Linked DNA regions of Mus musculus: region 1 is linked to region 2. A link is a contact called in public HiChIP or PLAC-seq data. All regions are on one chromosome and are shown on one strand. The core of a region is the stretch at or near the end of the contact, and the rest is flanking DNA. Distances in the headings are between cores, read along the strand shown.

Region 1 (3,853 bases), core at 413-2,912, 280 kb before region 2:
TGTGGCACATGCCAGAGATGGGGATTGATTCTCTGGTAAGTGCGTGTGTTCTCCCTATCACGGCTCTTTGTCTACACAGAAACGCAGGTGGTGGAAGGGCTGCTGGGTAGGGATGTATCCCTGGGCTGAGACCTCCAGAGCACTAGACCCTGCTCCTTCTGTATAAAGCTCATGAACTGGCACCGGACCAGCTAGAAAAGGACGAATACAGCCAGCTGTGTGAAGGGTCTGCCCAAGTTCCTTGGTTAGAACGCCCGTAAGCCACAGCTGACTGCTCTACCTGGGCTACACCCCCCTCCCCCATCCTGAGGCTGCATCTGCAGTATCATCTACCCATCCTGGGGAATATAGGTTAAGTAAATCAGGGTCACAGGTCCAGAGTCAGCCAATGCTATGTAGCCTGCTGGGGTTAGCAGACTGGAGTGCTGGTGCTGTGTATTTTCCTGACCACCCTTTATTCATCACCTCAAGATCCGCCAGGCCTGCTGACAGGGCATGGCTCTGAACCCAACCGGGAGACCTCTATGACTGTCGCTGTGTGATACCATGCATCTGCTACATGACAGGCCCCTGCTCTTTGGCTCAGAAGAGCACATCCTAGAAAGCCCAGCATGGGAATCATGGCTGCCAGTGTGTCTATTCCTGTGTCCGTCAGGGTATCCATCAATACCCAGGGACACACCAGGCCCTGCCCTGAAGGGCTTAAGCTGTCTTTATTGTGCAACCACCCTATAAAGGAAATAGCTCAGCTTGTGGAGGCTCCAAAGGCCAAGAAAAAAAGCCACATGTACAGCATGAAGCCACAGCCCAAAGCCAATGGCCTGATGCTCAGGTTGGGGCGGTGGGTGGGCATGAGATTACTGCCAGGAAGAACATGTGTCCACCATGGTGACATATACTGTAGGGCTGGCATGAGGAGGACAAAGGACACAGTCTCACTGAGTCCTAGGAGTCACTGTCACTTTTCTTTACAGACTTTTATTATTAATGATGCTGAAATTTGTAACCAAGTTTTTGTATTATAATGACTATACCACTCTTCTGGAATTTGCTCTGGGTAAGGATGGTTCTGGCTTTATCTGGAGCCCAGATGTTATCAACACACACACAGAGACACACAGAGAGAAACAGAAATAAAAAGAGACTCTTATACAAATACATCCATGTGGTTAGTGTTGACAACTTGGATTTCCATAATAAAGATCGAAAGATCAAATATCTTTTGCAAGTTAAGTATTTAACTAAGCCAAAGTGACGGCTACGCAGAAATCACCAGCACTGGAGAAAGCCACGTTTGTGGCTCACACCAGAAAGCTGGGCTGCATAGTCCCAAAGGCGGTATTTGGAATGAAACAACCAGAAATATTTCCTGGAACTTCTTTTGGGAATCACAGAGTTTGTTCACCATATATTTTCTTCTATGTTACACTGGACAGTTGACTCTGAGTGGGTAAACATCCCACACACCGTAGCAACAGGAAGTCCACAGCCCAGGAGTGTCCTGGTGCCTAGTACCCGAGAGGAGAGGGCCTTTTTCTCTTCAAGGTTCCAGAGACCCGATGCTGATGCTGTGACTCACTCAGCTTTGAGGCCCTCCCCTTCCTCTCCCCCTCCTCTCCTGATCCCTCCCCTCTTTGCACCTCCCTCCCTCCCTCCCTCCACCCTCCCTGGCTCTCTCCTCAGCTCTGGGCTCTGACTGCAGCAAGCAGAGACAACCTCTCACTCTGCCTTTCCCAGCGCCCACCCTGACCCTGGCCCACATTTGACGGTGACTCGCAGGCCAGCCAGAAACATGAGGCTGGCCCACGCTCTGCTGCCCCTGCTGCTACAAGCCTGCTGGGTGGCCACACAGGACATCCAGGGCTCCAAAGCGATTGCCTTCCAAGGTGAGTAAACTGGCTGTGCTCCCTGTGTGCTGTGTTTAGCTGCCTGAAGGCCTGAAAGTTGATGGGGCTCAATACCCCACAAGGTACTGTCCGGTGTCCCACCTCCCCCCCACCCTTTGTCTTAATCTTGTGGAGAGCCACTAAGAAGGGGACTTTCCCCTTGTCCAAGCCTGCATTCTATTTGGTTCCTGTCTTGAAGCAGCTATATAATACCCGGCTCCCAGCCAAAAGGCCCTGGAGTCCTGTCACCCCGAATCTTGCCATGCTAGGGAGATGACAGGTTGGTAAACTCCAGAGGGACTGAGCAGCAAGGGGAGCCTGGTCCATTTCTGTCCTGAGCGAATGACTGATAATCTCTCTTTGCTTGATAGCCAGCATAGGTAACCTGCCTCTTCACAACTCAGGGGGAGGTCATAGATCTGGTGGCTTTGGGTTGAGACCATAAGGAGAAATAGTCCAGTTCTCCCAGGCAGCCCCTGCACTCTGTAACTGGCCAAGGCCACTGTAACTGAGCAAGGCTCTGTCCAAGGACAGGACACCCTGAGACTTGGCTCTCACTCAGACCCTGCTGGGTGTTACCCACCAGGCAGGTGAGGGGCTGGGGCTGCACTGATCACCTGCTCGGAGCTCTGCTGGTGAGAATGGATGGTGTCTGGCCAGGAAGCCCCTGGCCAGAATGGGGATATGTGAATGGGGCCTTGTGCCCCCAGTGGGGCTCAGAGCATGGCTCATGGGATCTTCTCTGGCTCAGACTGCCCTGTGGATCTATTCTTCGTGCTCGACACCTCGGAGAGTGTGGCCTTGAGGCTGAAACCTTATGGGGCCTTGGTGGACAAGGTGAAGTCCTTCACTAAGCGCTTCATTGACAACCTGAGAGACAGGTAGAATGAGCTTGCCTTGGCCTGTCCTGTAGCTCTGTGGTCCTGGGGTGGGGGTAGGGGTGGGGGTGGGGGTGGGGGACTGGACCTGCAGGTAGAGCTGAGCCTTAACTCCACATTCCAGAAGCTGTCCAGAGCTCCATCCCATGTCTCTGCAGCTCAGAGGGACAGGAGAGAGGATGAGTGGGTGGGAGAAGGGACAGCGGGGAGAGAGGGAAGTCACCTTGTCAATAGGGCTGAGAAGACCGTTCTGAGTATAGAGTTGTGAGGTCTCCATACTCCAAACACACAGACAGGGTCTGAGGAGTCTGCCAGATGTGTAGCTATGCCTTGTGGCCAGAGTTCCCACCTGTCCACATGGGCACTAGAGCCTTCACCTAAGTCCTGGGCTGAACATCCCCAGTGTCTTCATCACAGGGCCTGGGAGGAGGGGACTGTGGGACATAGCATGCTTCATTCACTCTCTTCCTCCCTCCCTCCTCAACGGGGCACTGGGAGCAGAGGGTGTGGCCGAGGGCAGGCCCTGAGGAAGGATGCAGATCGTGAGTCTCTTCCCCTAGCAGGGTCCCCACAGTCAGTCACTGTGAGGACAGGAACTTAGCCCATACATGCTATCTTAGGCCTCAATCATGCTAACTACCCATCCAGGGCCCGGGGCTCTCTGCCCATGGAGATAAGTGAGCTCCAGCAGACTGGGGTGATCCAGCTACCCCCAAGGCTGTCCACCTCGGGGACCTGAATTTAGGGAAAATGTCTGAGCCTGGTAGGGAGGAAAAAGTTGATCTAAGTACAGATAACAGTGGGTCTCCTCCATTCCTTTACTTAGCTTCTGGTGTCTCAGGATCCCACCTGTGAAATGGGGTGAAACTACATATAATTCTATTAGCTTCACTATAGGGGCCTTGGTCACTCTGTCTCTTGAAAATACATATGTGGGCCCCCATCTCAGATCCTAGACAGCTGTGGGGCCAGATGCTACAGAGCAGGGTAGAGGGAACTCGACCAACTTCAGAAACCACCATGCTCTAGTTAAATCTGGCTTGTGCCTGACTCTAGTCCCACCCAGTCTTCTGCAGTGTGTGGTGGTGG
Region 2 (4,253 bases), core at 1,248-3,747:
CTGAGTTCAAGGCCAGCCTGATCTACAGAGTGAGTTCCAGGACAACCAGGGCTACACAGAGAAACCCTGTCTCGAAAAAAACAAAAACAAACAACAAAAAAGGATGTCAGACAAAACAAAGAGCAGCTGCCTTTTGCTGCTGGGGTCACTTCTTTCCCACCCCACCCCCAAAGAAGTTAGCCACTTCATGTCCCCGCAGCCTCAGCCTTCCTTTTCTCTGTTACTCTCACTTTCAAAGAAGTTAGCCACTTCATGTCCCCGAAGCCTCAGCCTTCCTTTTCTCTGTTACTCTCACTTTCCTGGCTTCCGAGGGCATCCTGTGTCTCAAGCCTGATGCTTACCATGTCTTCACATTGGTCGTCCTCCCAGGATATCCAGTTCTCTGTCTAGCCTATGGGTTGAGCTGGGTGGCACTCCTTGATGACCACCCCTTATCCCAGACTCTTATATAGCATTCCTCAAGAGCAGCAAGTGCCCTCAGACCCCAAGGCATTGCTCTAGCCCCCCCAATTTTATTTTAAATTAGATTTTAAAGACATTTTATTATTTTAATTATGTATGTGTATGTATGTGTCTGTACATGAGTATTTGCATGTGGTTGCCAGTACTGACAAGGTCAGAGGCAGCTAATCCCCCTTGGAGCTGGCATTATAGGCAGTTGTGAGCTGTTTGACATGGTTGCTAGGAACCAAACTCTGGTCCTTTGTAAGAGCAGTATGCACTCAATGCTGGCTGCTAGTTCTCTGTTAACCTGGGACAAGTTATAGTCGTCTGAGAGAATTTAGATGCCAGAACCCACATCTGGTTCTAAGAGAAGGGAACCCCACTGCAGAAAATGTCTTCTTAACATTGGGCTTTAAGCAAGCAAGTCTTTTTATTTTATATTTACATAGGGTCTCTCTTTTTAGCCCTGGCTGGCCCTGAACTCAGAGACCCACCTCTCCAGTGCTGGGTATAAGACACGTGCCACTATACGAAGCAGGGATTTCCTTAGTGAGTGAGGGGGTAATTTAGATCCCAGAACCCACATCTGTTGACGCACAATTGCCTGTAACTCCAGCTTTAGGGCATTTAACACCCTCTTCTTACCTCTAAGGATACCTGCCAGTTCCACACAGAGACACAAACATACTCATAGTTCAAAGAAATAAATATTATTAGGTATTTATTTATACTTTAAAAATTATTTTATGGGTACCAATGTGCGCCACATGAGTTTTTGGTGCCCTCAGAAGCCAGAGGTGTGCATCAGATCCTCTGAACTGGAGTAACAATTGTGAGCCACCATTGGGTACTGCGAATCAACTGGGGGTTCTCTGGAAGAGCAGCTAATGCTCTTAACTGCTGATCTCTCCAGTCCTTTAAGTTTTGATATGTAAAATATGACCGACCACCCTTCAAACATTCCTTAAATATTGCATGGCTCAAAGACTGAGACCAACATATCCTAGAGGATAGGTCTGTCCAGAGGGACCCCCACCCACTCAGTGTTTTCATCAGTGCAAGAGACACTTCCTAAGAGGCTTGAAGTCTTTTGAGTCATGAAAGTGAAACAATTTATTTTTTGGATCTTGTAAAGTTGGGTGTCAGCCTAGAGAGAAGGCAAAAACGGCTGTCATGCAGATTTGGTATAAAATAGGTTTTATAGCCCTTACGGCATTTCCCTGTTCCCAAATTCCACACTACTGAGTTCTTCAGGAGGATTCATTCTTATAGGCATTACCCTCTCTCCAGCTTCCCTATCCTATCCGTGCAGGATGCAAAGCTCTTGACATATATCCTGGAGCTCAGATCCTCTCCTTTTATGTTAGTCATGTTAACAGCCTGCAACGTTTCAACCCAATGATAAATTAATAAATGTTAGGCAAGAAAGAACCTGCTGCCGGCTAGGGAATCCAAGGGCCCAATCCTCCTAATTTCCTGTAATCCACCGATGAGCTTTAAACGCGCCTCTTACTACAAATGGACCATAGTTTCTTTATTTCCTTATGGCAGAAAGACTTTCCTGGTAGAGGTGATGGATGGAGTGAGAGTCAGGTGCCTGAACACACAGCGACTCTGTACATTGAAGCGTGTGCGTGAATGCAAAACGGCCCTGGGTGGCAACTCTGGGGTCCACTGGGGACAGCGGTCTAAGTTTTAGGTGTCATTCAATGAGTAACTCTGGCTATACTCTGTTCTTTGGATTTGGATTGAAGACAGGGGACCGTGTTCAGGAGGGGCCGAAGTGGTCAAAGAAGGGAAGCAGGACTCCCAGTTGACTGCACCTGAGAACCAAAAGTGGGGGCTGGTGGATCCTAGAGGATGCCCCAGTGTTCGCAGAAACACATCGCGACAGAAAAAACGACTTTGGCAAAGTGCGGGAGAGAGTGCCCAGAGCGCACCGGAGGCATGGAGAGCCGCTGGTATGTAAGTCCTCCTCCTGTCGGGAGAGGGCGATAGGTAGCACCGCCTCGGGAAAACGGTTTGTCCAAACCTTCCCGCCGCCCAGTCGACGAACGCCCGCGAGCCCCGGGAACGCCGCGCCTCGCTCATTGGCGTGGATGAAGAGGGTGGAGAGCGTCGGCGTACCAATTGGGGACCAGAGAGATGGCTCTCCGCCCTTGGAGCGTCAGCGGAGCGCGCGTGCGCAAGGCCACACGGGGCTCCGGATTGGCGGGGCGAAGCTGACAGTTGTGTGTATGGGGGGTGGGGAGGCGAGTGGGTGAAGGGAGGGAGTGTAAATAGAGCGAAGGCGGTGTCGCCGCCGCCCTGTCACCTCCGAGCGACTCGCCGGGAGCCCAGGTGGAGATGGAAGACGAGCAGGAGCAGCGGCGCAGGAAGGTGGAGGCTGGGAGAGCCAAGGTTAGACGGTAGCATCCTTCTCTCAGCTTTGCGGTGGGGAAGAAATCCTAAAGCGGTTCCGGTGCTCAGACCGCCGCTTGACACAAGCGGTGGCGGTGGAGCAGTGGGAACTGCCGGGCGCTTGTCCTTCCCGCCGCTTCTGCGGAATTCACTTCCTAGGCGCCGCCATCTTGAATCCAGCGCCCTCTGTCTCGCTCCGCCCTATTACACCCACAGCCAATCAGCGTCAGAGACGTACGACTTGTAGGTGGGCCCGAGCGCCATGGGCGGGTCCTGGTCACCTAGCATTCTTAGTTGTTGTGCTTCCGGTGCTCAGGCACTTTCCTGAGACTAAACTGTCCAAGGCTTTTTAAAGACCGTCTTCAGACTTTATTTTCCCAGGGAACCAAGAACTTTGCTCCCTAGTGGTGTCCTGTTGTTGTATTTCGTTGTTCGCTCTCTGGCCGGGCCCCACAACTGCCATACTACCGAGGGTCCTCTTCTCACCTCCTTCTGCCTCAGATTTTGAATTTGTTTGAGACTCTACCCTGGGAACACTTGTGGCTGTTAAGATAGTTGTTTTGTTTTTTTGTTTTGTTTTGTTTTGTTTTTTTCGAGACAGGGTTTCTCTGTATAGTCCTGGCTGTCCTGGAACTCACTTGGTAGACCAGGCAGGCCTCGAACTCAGAAATCCTCCTGCCTCTGCCTCCCAAGTGCTGGGATTAAAGGCATGCACGACCACTGCCTGGCAAGATAGTTATTTGAAAGGTGATGGGGATTCAGAGGAAGAGAAGGTGCGAACATTTTGGAAGTGGATCTCTGGCCAGCTATCATGGCTGTGGAACCAGAGGCTGTGTCCCTACCCTGTACTGTCAGGACAGTATAGCTATAGCCTTCATGAAAGGGCTGTGTTGATTTTGTGGTTCGCCTAGTAACAGCAATTCTTCATTTGTGTCAACAACCCCACCACCACTATCACCCTGCACCCACTTCGAAAAAACATGCAAAATACACAGAGGAAATGAGAGCACAGCAATGTCAGATTACAGGTGCCGGCCAGAAGCCATTGTGGCCCTTATGGGGTATAAGCTGGGCACATGTAGATAGACACTTTGAGAAATGAGGGCATGTGAAGTTTAGTACTTCACCAGGGGAACTGGTGTCTGTACTTGGGTGGGTTTGTGAACCCAATTAGATATCCTTAGGGAGATGGAGGCTAATGAGACGAACCAGAAGGCCACTCATTGAAGGTTCATGGCCAGAGACCAAGTACATGCTGCAGAGGGCGAGCTCTGAGGCAGACAGTTGCATTCAGTGGAGAAGGCAAGAGATTAGAACAGAGTTGGTACTGTAGGCAGTGCCCTTCAAATTTCTCTTCCCACAGATAAGTGGCCTTGTTAATTTCCTCCGCCAACGAAACTGTGCGTTTC

The links. HiChIP or PLAC-seq counts read pairs in DNA pulled down with a chosen protein or histone mark.
Region 1: a contact with region 2 is called in an Esrrb HiChIP or PLAC-seq map of embryonic stem cells, with 8 times the contacts expected there. The contact joins the promoter of Col6a1 here to the promoter of Pcnt in region 2. A contact is called at or near these places in 21 of 39 promoter capture datasets (the 3T3-L1 cell line, 3T3-L1-derived adipocytes, the HPC-7 cell line and 13 more), 6 of 15 datasets of contacts at CTCF or cohesin (CD8 T cells, the NIH/3T3 cell line, embryonic stem cells and 3 more), 152 of 484 Hi-C or Micro-C datasets (the 63-12 cell line, the AML12 cell line, the AtT-20 cell line and 87 more), 37 of 115 datasets of contacts at active chromatin or transcription factors (CD8 T cells, the NIH/3T3 cell line, PVALB interneurons and 24 more) and 5 of 9 other capture datasets (adipose tissue, embryonic stem cells, liver and 2 more).

Annotation. Positions count from the first base shown.
Region 1 is chr10:76,723,853-76,727,705 of GRCm38.p6, reverse strand. Col6a1 (collagen, type VI, alpha 1) reads left to right here and starts at 1,662. Exons shown (of 35, transcript NM_009933.4): 1 at 1,662-1,886; 2 at 2,638-2,767. The coding sequence starts at 1,793.
Region 2 is chr10:76,441,156-76,445,408 of GRCm38.p6, reverse strand. It overlaps Pcnt (pericentrin (kendrin)), which reads left to right and starts at 2,497. Exons shown (of 42, transcript NM_008787.3): 1 at 2,497-2,844. The coding sequence starts at 2,791.